Linked DNA regions of Danio rerio: region 2 is linked to region 1. A link is a contact called in public Hi-C data. All regions are on one chromosome and are shown on one strand. Each heading gives the region's core, a stretch centred on a gene start, on an enhancer-like site or on the middle of the called end of the contact. The rest is flanking DNA. Distances are from core to core; before and after follow the strand shown. Region 1 holds the start of tap2t (transporter associated with antigen processing, subunit type t, teleost specific). Region 2 overlaps arhgap12b (Rho GTPase activating protein 12b).

The links. A called contact is a pair of places that touch in the nucleus more often than the background predicts.
Region 2: a contact with region 1 is called in a Hi-C map of skeletal muscle, with 4 times the contacts expected there. The contact joins the enhancer-like site here to the promoter of tap2t in region 1. A contact is called at or near these places in 4 of 18 Hi-C or Micro-C datasets (caudal fin, embryo, hematopoietic stem cells and 1 more) and 1 of 4 datasets of contacts at active chromatin or transcription factors (caudal fin).

Annotation. Positions count from the first base shown.
Region 1 is chr12:28,356,116-28,362,448 of GRCz12tu, reverse strand. It overlaps tap2t (transporter associated with antigen processing, subunit type t, teleost specific), which reads left to right and starts at 2,714. Exons shown (of 13, transcript XM_009306749.5): 1 at 2,714-2,911; 2 at 4,296-4,877. The coding sequence starts at 4,340. slc16a5a (solute carrier family 16 member 5a) reads left to right here. Exons shown (of 5, transcript XM_021480337.3): 5 at 1-1,051.
Region 2 is chr12:28,481,372-28,487,425 of GRCz12tu, reverse strand. The region is part of intron 2 of arhgap12b (Rho GTPase activating protein 12b); the gene reads right to left. Among named protein-coding and RNA genes, the nearest start is that of arhgap12b, 62 kb to the right of the region's middle. Within about 2 kb of position 4,580, at least 7 of the 62 cell types and tissues checked have an H3K27ac peak or open chromatin away from gene starts, as enhancers often do.

The DNA.
Region 1 (6,333 bases), core at 1,465-3,964:
ATTTTATCCCTTTTACACGATTTAAGAGCCTTTGGTGTCTCCAGAATGTGTCTATAAAGTTTCAGCTCAAAATACCTATTAGATTATTTATTATAGCCTTCAGAATTGGCCCATTTTGGTGCTTATTTATTTTGGCTGAATACAGTGTAGCTGTTTTTGTAGCCTGTGATATAAATGCAAACGAGCTGATTCTCCCCGCCCTCTGTTCACACGTCTGCTTCTCATCATGCATCAGATAAACAGCACAGAGACAGACTCGAATGAAGCTGAAATCCAGCTCATTAGTCAAAAATATGAAGCAAGTTTATTTTATGTATTTGTGGTTGAGTTAATTCAAGCCTTTCTGAAATGATGAGTCTCACACAAATGCCTTTTGCAGTACACACACATTTTACATCACGTTGCGGTAGGTCTTAAAATCACTGGGTCCTATTTTAACGTCAGGAAATTTAAAAATGAAGGCCTGACAACATTTATACCAACTTTTAAATACAAATGCTGTCATTTAGAGCCTTTTTGTACATAAAAAGTGCCTTTTTTCCAGATATGTTTATATCTACTATATTAATATTAAATGTTTAAATACATAATAATAGAATAACCTTAATATCATATGTTTTATCCAAACATAATAAACCTAGTAAATATTTCATATGGTCTCTTATTTTTTTCCATACCTACAGTATATCACACTGTGTTGTTTTATAGTGCACTAAAAGACCTGACCCTTAAAAGGATGATTTGATGTCTTTGGTCCAGTTGTTTCTAAAGGGTAGGAAAGGTACTGGATAACAAACTGCTTTGCTATTGTTGCACATGGGCTACACCAATACCAATATTCTTTAACCAAGATGATTTTAAAACAATGTGCTTTTTGTATGAGAAGTTTTCAACATGTACCATTTGGGGTGTTTGATTGTGTGTTTTGGATTTGTACAGGGGTTTGAACTGAAGCACATTGAAATCGAGTGTCATGAATTGTAACTTTACTGCTGAATACAGAGTGTCACATTTCATTTGCTGATTTTTGTAAACTCCTCATGTAAACTGATAGTGGTCTTGCCATAGTTTCATTGTTGTTTTGTTACTTTGCCAAAGCATATCTGAAAGCAGAAAGGACACTGACAGACTATCATTTTTATCACAAAGTGTAATACAATATATTTGCAGCAAAAAACAACAACAACATAAAAGTTTATTTCTGTACTTAGTTTAAATTTATTACTAAAGATGAATAAAGAAATTATCGACTGAAGAAAAGTCTTTTTTTTTTTTTTTTAATTAATTTCAAGAAGAATTATGTTTCAGCTTATGTGTTTTCTGTTTTGGAGAGAAGATTTTTTTCAACCCATTTGTAAACATAATACTTTTCAGTCCCTTAAAAAGGAAAACGTTAGATTTTTTTTGACTGTCATTTTGTGCATTTTTTTATATTAAATAAATAAATAAACAAACAAATAAATAAATAAATAAAATAAACCGTAACTTATCAGCCTTTTAATAAAAAAAATTAACAACTTATTCCAAAACACCTGTTTTTAGGTGTTTGTGTTCATGATGTGTGTGTGTTAACTACTGTGTGTGTGTGTGTGTGTGTGTGTGTGTGTGTGTGTGTGTGTGTGTGTTTGTTTGCTTGTGTGTATGTGTTTGTGTGTGTGTGTGTGTGTGTGTGTGTGTGTGCGCGCAATTGGATGTGTTAAATGCAGAGCACAATTTCTGATTATGGGGAGGTAAACTTGACCATTTTTTTCCAAAATAAAAAGATGCAAAGTTTATGATACACTGTTAAAAATTATATGATCAGTCCTGACAGCATATGTTTTTAGTTCATTGTAACTAAAATTAATTTAACTCACTGTTAACAAAGTTAATCATGTTCTAACTGAACTTTATAAGTTACACACACGGTTTTAAGTCATTTTAACATAATATAAGTCCAATGGACTCATATAATTAATTTGATTCAACTTAAAAATTTAGGCCTACCAGAATTTTTTACAGTAATATTATATTATATTATATTATATTATATTATATTATATTATATTATATTATATTATATTATATTATATTATATTATATTATATTATATTATACTATATTATATTATATTATATTTATTATATTATATTATATTTTTTTAATCTTTCTAATCAATATTTGATGTACTGTGTAGCCCTGTTGTGATCTTGGGCTTTGTCCTGACTTTTTTTTCTAATATTTTTTTAATAATGTGATTATTGTATTTAATTTATGTGTTTTTTATTTTATTATTATATATTTTCATTATTTTATGGTTTATATGTTTGATTTATATAATTAAATAGTGTTGAATATTTTTCTAAAGACTGTAAAACTGATATTTATGTAGTAAAAAGGATATTATTGATATTAATATAACCATGTGTTTTATATTGCAAAATACCTGAATTTACGCCACTCCTAGTGCAAAAAAAAAAACAAAAAAAAACAAAGCAGTTTAGTTTTGATGCTGTTGGCCATCCATCTTCGTTTTGTTCACATTGCAGATGTTTTTATGGCCGTGACAGGGTCTTAATCTGGTGAGATGTTTTGTTCTCGCCGCTTCTGTCCCTTTAAAGCTGAAATGACACTCAAGACTCGTGTTGTTTGTTAAACAGCGCGCTCTGCCGGTGACTTGAGGAACAGCAGCCATTTGGTCGACGACGAAAAACATCGTCATGAAACGTCATACGCAGTATATACAGAAATGAACGTGTTGTGTGCAAACTGCCTCGTCTTAAGCAAACTATGAACCTACTGTAAGTCGTTTTTAAGAAGTATCTTGCTATTTAACTCATACTGAAGCTGAAAACGGATCTGACGTCGCCCACAGCTGCGAAAGTGAAACCAAAAGTGATCCTGAGACAAAATGCAACGAGGACAACAGATGGTAAGCAGACTAAATCTATACTCTGTTTATTGCTTTTATCTTCAGATTTATTTACAGTTCGAAAGATTCATGCTGCTGAAAACATCTATAAGCAGCCTAAGCTGGTCAACAGCCTTTAGTTTGGTTAAAGTTGCTTGGTTCCGTTTTTTTATTTTATTTCAGGTGGTCTCAGATACCAGACTGCCTAATGTCAACCATGAACTGATTTACATCAGGAGTTTTAAACCTTTGTAATCGCAATATTACTAACTTAAACCTTTCTTGTGTCATATGTCAAAAACCTAAATAGGTAAGGCCATAACAGCACAAAGTTAACAGTGAGGCAAGGAGAAACTGAAAGCAGATACATTTGTCCAGTTTCCATTAATTGGTGACATGTTTCTCTTTTGATATGCTGGAATAGGACTGACCGATTTTTTTTAGCTGAATAGTGATTTATGATATATGTGTTTTTGTATTGTTTACATTTTTGTATATGGAAGGCAATCTGGTCAATGTACTTCAGTGAAACAATATTTATTTTTAGACCTTATACATGCAAAAATTGTGATTATAACCACGCAGGCTATGCTATTCATTATGTTTAAAAAGTTAGAACCACATGACATTTTAACATTGTATCATGACGATCTAAAAATAAAAACAACACTTTAATGGTTAACTCAAACTATTTTGATTACCCACCGCAATCGTCACTTTACAAATACTGCTACCAAAACAATACAATTACAAACAACAATATAATACAATACATTACTTTTTAATACATTACTTACATTACAAATACAACAATGAAATACATTACTTGCAGGTTTAACATTCTACATTTGGCACATTTATTGTGCTCTGCCTGATTAGTGTGCAACATGTCTATTTTCACTTTAATCTTTACCTTAAACCATAGGTCTCAAACTCAATTGCTGGAGGGCTGCAGTTCTGCACAGTTTTGCTTCAATCCTAATCAAACACAGCCAATCCAACTAGTCAAGATGTTCAAGACTACTAGAGACTATTAAGCAGGTGTGAGTTGAAGGTTGTTGGAGCTAAACCAAAGGTCTTAAACTCAATTCCTGGAGGGCCGGAGCTCTGCACAGTTTTGCTCCAGTCCTATTTAAACACACCTAATCCAACTAATTAAGGTGTTCAAGAGTAGACTCGACCACCTTGATTAGTTGTATCAGGTGTGTTTGATGAGGGTTGGAGCAAAACCGTTTGAGTTTGAGACCTATGAGCTAAACTATGCAGAGCTGCAGCCCTCCAGGAATTGAGTTTGAGACCTTTGCCTTAAACCTTTATAGTCAAAATAGATTTTTGACATAGATTTTTGTTTTGCCACAACAATCCACAGGTCGTATTTAACCCAAATTCTTAACAATGTTCGCAGTAAACTAGATTGGATCATGGTTTATCTTTTGCATCAGGTTTAAGATGGATTCAGATCAGGCTCATGTCAGCGTCTCCAGGGTTGTCCTGGTCCACTTCTGTCTGCTGTTCTGTGATCTTCTCTTCTGGGCTTGTGTATGGGCGATACTGCTGTGGCTGGATGGAGAGGGCAGTCTAGATCTATGGTGCCTGTGGGCTCTCAGGACCATCACCTTCGCCGGGCTTTATTTATTGAGCACACTTGTCCCAGAAAGCAACCTTAAACCTCTCCTGAAGCGCTGGGTCGCACTGTTGAGCTTCTTACCTCCAGTGTTCGACAGTATGCAGATATTGCTGGATGGCACCCTGAGGGGCTTCAATCCTGTTCCTGATCCTGGTATGGTGATTCTCAGCTCTGCTACGTCGATCCTCATTTATATGGTGTGGGAAATGGCCTTCCCACATGGTGGATCATCTAAGGGTGGCAGAAACCAGAAGAAAGATGAAGAGGCCAGAGCACTTTTAATGAGGGTCATTCGCTACTCCAGGCTTGATTATCTTTATCTAGGAGCTGCTTTTATCTTCCTCAGCTTGGCGGCACTGTGTGAGTCTTTATCCTAATTTATCTGAACTAATCCTTGATTTTTTTAATGCACAAGGTTTTTCTTTTAACTAGATAGAAGAAACTATATTATCTTATAAAACAGATAGTTCCAGTGTTCTTTCATTTTGTCCTACCTTGTCAGAATTTCCTACCTCCCATTCAAAAAGTAGGTAGATAACACAATATGCTACCCATCAGATTTTGCTACCAGTGTAAATTTTAATGTGCAGTAGTGTGATATGAAGCTGCAATATCGCAAGGCATGGGCTGGTATAAGATTCTGACAGTAAGATGACCTTGAATAAAAATATCACGGTACCACAGTGTTGTGATTACTGCTCTAAAATACACTTTTTTTAAATGTCGGGGTAAAAACTAAAACTTTTTTTAGTTTTTGAAAACAATATATTTTATTTTTTAAAAGATTTATAATATTTTGGAGCAGTAAACATGTCAGGCTAAATAATTTAAATGAATCATTGAAATCAGATTTCTTTTCAATTTAAAACGGCATATTTGGATATTTTTTTCTGCTAAAAATACTGTTGTCTTAACAAACAAAACAAAAAATGTAAATATAAAATCTTATACATACCTTAGGGATGGTATTACAGAAAATTTTAGAGATTTTAAACCCTTAATTTTTCCACACCGCGGTATACCTCGAAAACGGTTATCATCCCATGCCTAAATATCGCCCTAACCTACCTAATCCCTAAGCCCAACCTCAAAACCATTCGAATACAGTGTTAGTAGCATAATCTGATGGGTAGGATAAAATGTAAGGACACCGGACCTTGATTCTATTTGGTTGATTCGAGTTTAATGATGCAAAAACTTTCTCTAAACGTACAACTGTAAGTGCAGTGTAAATAACTGTTTTATAAAATCAGTAGATTTTGTGAAGCTGTGGATTAGTTAATAAGAGTAATATTGGACTACAGGCCATTGGTTTATTAAAATATTGCAGTCTGCATTGTGCATGTGGAGTGCATTATTTTTAAATAATTCAATAGACCAGAGTTAATTATTCTGCATATACTATGTTTACCACGCATAAAAGACTTTCAGATTAAGTTTGTCAAGTCATTTGTCAGTTTTTTTCTTCTTAAACCTCTTCTTTGTGGGACTAGTTTCTTACACATTTTATGTTAAGCCTTTATTGGTTGATTGATTGACAGTTGTAGAGTGTAAAATAACTGAAATCATTTGGTGTAGTATACACTGTAAAATAATGCTGCGTTCAACAAAACCAATTTGTGTTGGGACTACATGAAGGAATTAAGTTAGTTTAGTAATTTATACAAATGTAAGTGTATTGAACTTTAAACAATTAAGTTGTCCCCCAGTAAACTTAAGAACTGTGTTGTTTCAGCTTATTTTATATATGTAGTTCAAACTAACAGCAAACATTATTTTTTTAGTGTATAGGGAATTGTAATGCAGTTAAGACCTG
Region 2 (6,054 bases), core at 3,331-5,830, 120 kb before region 1:
CAAATACCGTGGTAAATTAATTGTTCATTGTTTGTTCATGTTAGTAAATGCATTAATTGACATTAACTAATGAACCTTATTGTAAAATGACCAATAAATGTTGCTGCTTGTTCAAACTACTTATTTAAAATAAGTTGAAACAACACAATTCTTGAGGTTTTTTTATTGACAACTTAATAGTTTTATGTTTATGCTAAATGATTTGTGGAAGTGTACATGAAGGAATTGTGTGGAACACTGCATTTTTTTACAGTGTATTGTAAAGTGTCACTTAATTTACTGTATTAAGTGTCATATAATGTAATATAATATTAATAAAGGGACTAAGCCGAAAAGAAAACGAATGAATGAATGAATAATATAATATAATATAATATAATATAATATAATATAATATAATATAATATAATACTCTAGTAGTCAAACCTTTACAAGCCTTTATTTTATAATATTAATAATTATCATATCATCTATATTGTCTATCAATTAATAATAGGAATTTATTTAAATTATTCATCACAGAATAATTAGAAATTAAAATAGATACTATTAACATGAATTATCTAAAACTAAACATTTAATTATAAACAACTATATTTATTAATAATAATTTTAACTAAACAATGACAAAATATTCATATAAATTCTGTACTGTAATATTAATTTAAACTTTTTAATATATAATTGTTAATATTTTGATAGTCTGATATATCATATGTTTATTAATATTGAGCATGTTAAACTACACATATTTGTATCAATATATACATTTTAAAATGTACGTAAATAAAAGTAATTAAAATTCGTAAATAAGCATGCAAACTCAATGTAAAATAGTTTCAGCTTAAAATGTATATTGACACATGATGTTAACTGCCTTATATTTAAATTAGACACAAGATCCACATCTTTTCTGTTCTTCAGATCGGCCACTAGGGGTCCCCCTTATACCAATAAACCTTCTGCCACAGTTGGATTATATGTAAACATGGCAACCTGCATTCCTTTCCTTCCTAAGCATCTCATTACTTTTGGCTGTGTGCGTGCGTGCGTGTGTGCGTGCGTGCGTGCGTGCGTGTGTGTGTGTGTGTGTGTGTGTGTGTGTGTGTGTGTGTGTGTGTGTGTGTGTGTGTGTGTGTGTGTGTGTGTGTGTGTATTCAAATTCTGGTGAAACTTGAACTTGAACACCAATGCATGGGGACATTGTGGGGACTTAAACTAAGGTGACTTATAAATCATACTGTACATCGTAATGAATTAATTTAGAAAATATCAAAGCGCAGTGTTAGGTTTAGGTTTTGGATAACAGGATAGAATATAAACAGTTTGTACAGTATAAAAAATCATTATGTCTTGTCCCTACATAGATAGCAAACTACAACTCTGTACACATTACAGAACTCCATATGCATTACTGGAGAGCCTTTGGCCTTATCCCTTTGATTAATGCTGACTGCACATTCTTACCCAATTTTGCACTGCTTAAAAAATAAATAAATAACTTAAATGAGCACTAAATATTGATTTAAAATAATTGTATTAGCTCAGTTGCAGATTATGACTGAAGCTTCACAAGCCTAAATACAGCTATATGAGCATTGTGCGGTCTGAGGCAATGTCCATTTATATAATTCAGCCATCATTATAGAGCAATGCTGGACTGCAAAATGCCATTACTGACCAATCAAAATGGAGTATTCCAGAGAGGGTCCATTAAGGTTATGCATGCCATGAACAGAGTTACTTAAAGGCCTTGTGTGCTAAGCTGTGACATACAGTACTCTCTAAGATGGTTACATAACAGAGTGAGTGTGAATAAGGTACAGCGCAGAGAGAGAAAAACAAAGAAAGACAAGTGAGATTGAAAACTTGAATAAGGTCACGATTCTTTTTTTCTTGAGATGTTTCTATGGATACGCTTGCATGTATGCTTTAGGATATTTTCCACAAAAAATACACTAAAAAGTTCACAGTTCAGTGTAAAATAAAAAAATAAAAAATAATAAATAAATAAAATCCTGCATTTATGCCTGGTGTTTGGCATTCATGCTTTTAATTCTGAACCTAAAACAAAACAAAACCAATGTCTTTTAAGTTGCATAACGTGACATTAATTCAAAACTGATTTACTTTATTAAGCTGTTTGGTCAGAACTGTGTGCATGTATAGTGTGTCCACTGTCATAGTGGAGTGATATAGCCTCAACAAAAATATATATTTTTTAATTTCCTGACGTTAAAATAGGACCCAAATCCCAGTGATTTCAAGGCCCACTGCAACAGTGCGGTTTTCCCTACCCACCGAATTGATTGACAGCCGCCATGTTTCCATAATAACATGTATACACATATCCACAGAACTTTTTTTGCAAATAAACTGGGATTCAAATATTTGTTCCATCTCACCACAACCACATGGTGTCAGTAAACGCTATTATGTGTGTGTACTGCATTTATGTGAAACTCATCATTTCAGAAAGGCTTGAATAAACTCCACCACAAATACATCAAATAAACTTACTTAGTATTTTTGATTATGAACTGTATTTCAGCTTCATCCGAGTCTTTCTCTGTCACCGACTGCTGTTTATCTGACGTAATGCATGATGAGAAGCAGACACACATAGTAACGGTGGGTGTGAAAAAGCAGCTCAATCAAATTTAAAGCCACAGGCTGCAAAAACAGCTACAGTATACTCAGACAGCAAAGTGGGCAGATTCTGGATCTGATGAGTATTTTGAGCTGAAACTTTACAGACACATTCTGGAGACACCAATGGCTTATCTTACATCTTGTAAAAGGGGTAAAATAGGTGCCATTTAAATTCATGAAATTAACTGATCTTGAATCAATCTTTCATCAATATTCGATATACTGGAGAGGTGGGTTCTGTTCACATTTTCCCACATTTACCTGGAATTTAAAACAAACATAAAGACATTTACATTAATATACAAATTAATGGCTATAAATTACTTTTTGTTATTTCACTATTTCTAAACTAAAGTTTGCTCTTCTTTTCTAGAAATACTTAAAACTTTTGTATTAAATGTATATACAGTTGTAGTCAGAATTATTAGCCCCACTATGATTTTTTTTCTTTTTTTAAATATTACTCACATGATGTTTAAAAGAGCAAGGAAATTTTCACATGTCTGATAATATTTTTTCTTCTGGAGAAAGTCTTATTTGTTTTATTTTGGGCTAGAATAAAATCAGTTTTTATTTAAAAAAAAAAAAAACGTTTTAAGGTAAATATTATTAACCCCTGTAAGCTATATATTTTTTCAATAGTCTACAGAACAAACCATCGTTATACAATAACTTGCCTAATCACCCTAACCTGTCTAGTTAACCTAATTAACCTAGTTAAGCCTTTAAATGTCACTTTAAGCTGTATAGAAGTGTCCTGAAAAATATCTAGACAAATATTATTTACTGTCATCATGACAAAGATAAAATAAATCAGTTATTAGAAATGAGTTATTAAACTATTATGATTAGAAATGTGTTGAAAAAAAATTAAGGGGTTAATAATTTAGGGGGGCTAATAATTCTGACTTCAACTGTATACTCAACTGAATAGAGAATCAAGTTTTGATATGTCAGAGAACAACCCAGACCGCAGTCCTAAAAAACATTTATTTTTATTAACATCAAGCACAGAGTAATTTACTTAAAGTAAAACTGAAACATGTGACACTTGGGAAATCACCAAGAAAATTACTCAATCTCTCAAATGTGAGCACAATATGAAAGCTAGCTGCTTTACAAAAGATTTATTGAAATAAATAATAAATAAACACATAAATACACGTCACAGGATGTTTCGGATGAAAAAAAACAACTCTACTTAAATTATAAATAAACTGTAAAAAATATTATATGACAAAAAGTCATGAGAACGAATGTTTTTACATTACTTAAACTATATACAGCTAAAAAAATTATCGAAACCTGATTAACTTATTAAATTAAGTTAAATTAAATTAAGTTAAATGTAATATTTTTATTTTTATTTACTTTTATTTATGTTTAGTCAACAACTAGGGATCAGAGTTTTGGCCTAAAATCTAAATCTCGGTTAATTGAACGTTTTAGCTCAATGTCGATTATTTTATTAATTTTTTTGCTAATAGTTTTTGTACGGTAAATATGCATTTTTCTATGGTACAAGCTGCTCGTGTTACTTTCTTAGTTTTTAAGATGTCCAGCATCGACACGTTGGCGGAATAACATAACGGTGTGGGGTCATGTTGTAAGGAAAGTAATCGACCTGGAAAAATTCAATCAATTATAGGTTGTGAATGACAACTTCGATTATTTTTTAATGAATCGCCCAGCCCTAATGACAAAAAGTTCATTTGATTCAACAAAAAAATTACGCTAGGAAGATTTTTTTTTACAATGCATGGTTATAAAAATAACATTGCTTCCTTTTCTCACAAAGACCGCAGACACTACCCCTTACACAAAGACAGACTCACTCTTTTCCTCCTGGACTGAGTATGGATGACCAGTGTAACCTACATTTCCATCTGACCGCCTGCAGTCAGGATGCATCCGCTCAGCCACACATTAGCACATCTGTGACATATGCAGAGCCACACAGCCACATCCCCCAGAGCCCCCGAGGGTCTGTCTGTATCTACACTACGAGACCACAGCATCTAATGCAACTGTGTCGAGAACGACACAACCACACAAACACACAAACGAATCAATAAGTGTGGCTCCAGGAAGCTGATTTAGTAGCAGACAGCAAAGTTTATGGAAAATTTGAGCACCATTTCACAGCTCAGCTACTTCAGCAGTGCTCAAACTCTGATGGAGAGTCAACCAATTAACCTTTAGGTCTTGGGCGCACACAGTCTAATGCGGCGTGATCCCACACATACACAAACAGACCTCCTGTGCTCATCGCTGATGCTGGCCGTTTGTACAGCACTCAATGAGAATATGAGCCATCTGTCAGAGCAGCATAAAGAACATCTGTACACTCTCCTCACTCAAGCACTCTAACAGATGTCGGACAAAATGGGTGTAACTGCAATGTACTGTAGGTAAAGGTAAAAGCTAATTGTAAATAATGGTTTTATTTTTAATCTTCAGCTATATTTTGAAAGAAATATCCATCCATCTACACATCATCAATTCATTAATTCTTCAATTATCTATAATCCAACCAACAATCCCCAACAATCAATCGTCCACCTAACCATTGTCTATCCATCCAATCAACTATTCAATAATCGATTTGTCTCACATCCACCTATTTTATCTATCGTCCACCCATCAACCTGTATAATCCATCTAACATATGTCCATTTCCCTTTCATCTTTCTATCGATAATCCATCCAACCATCCAATCTTCCTTCATCAATCCACCACCTACCAATAATCCATCTTCCATCTATCCACCTATTATTCATCTTCCCTCATCACTCACCTTCCATCCGCTCATCATTTATCATTCATCCACCCATCAACCTAACTATGATCCATCTAACATTTGTGTATTCCCCTTTCATCCTTGTCACGAACGGGTGTTGAATCCAGGTCTCTGTTTTTGAGGGTGCTTTCACACTTGGTTCATTTGCCTGGACCGTACCCAAGATCGATTGTCTCCCCCTGCCACCTCCTCGGTTGGTTTGTGTTCACACTGTCTTTTTTCCTTCTGAACCCCTGTACGCTGGAAAGACTTCGGCACATCGCGGTCATTCAGCTTTTACTGAAGCTTTTGGTTTCGGACATACAGAAAGCGACTCGCGTCCATCTGCCGCAAAAATGTGACACACACACACAAACACGAACGAACGTTATGAAAATGATAGTTTGTTGTACAGTTGGCGGTTCACTTCCGTGATTTGGTACGATTGCAATCACATCAGAAGTGAACCGTACCAGAGTTTGCATGAATCGTACCCCAGACGACCTCTTTCAGGCGGACTCGGGTACGGTTCACAGGTGCGCATCCGAGTTCAGTAGACACGTTCACACTAGCTGAACGTACTGTACTATGATGTCAATCGAACCCGGGTGCGGACCAAAAG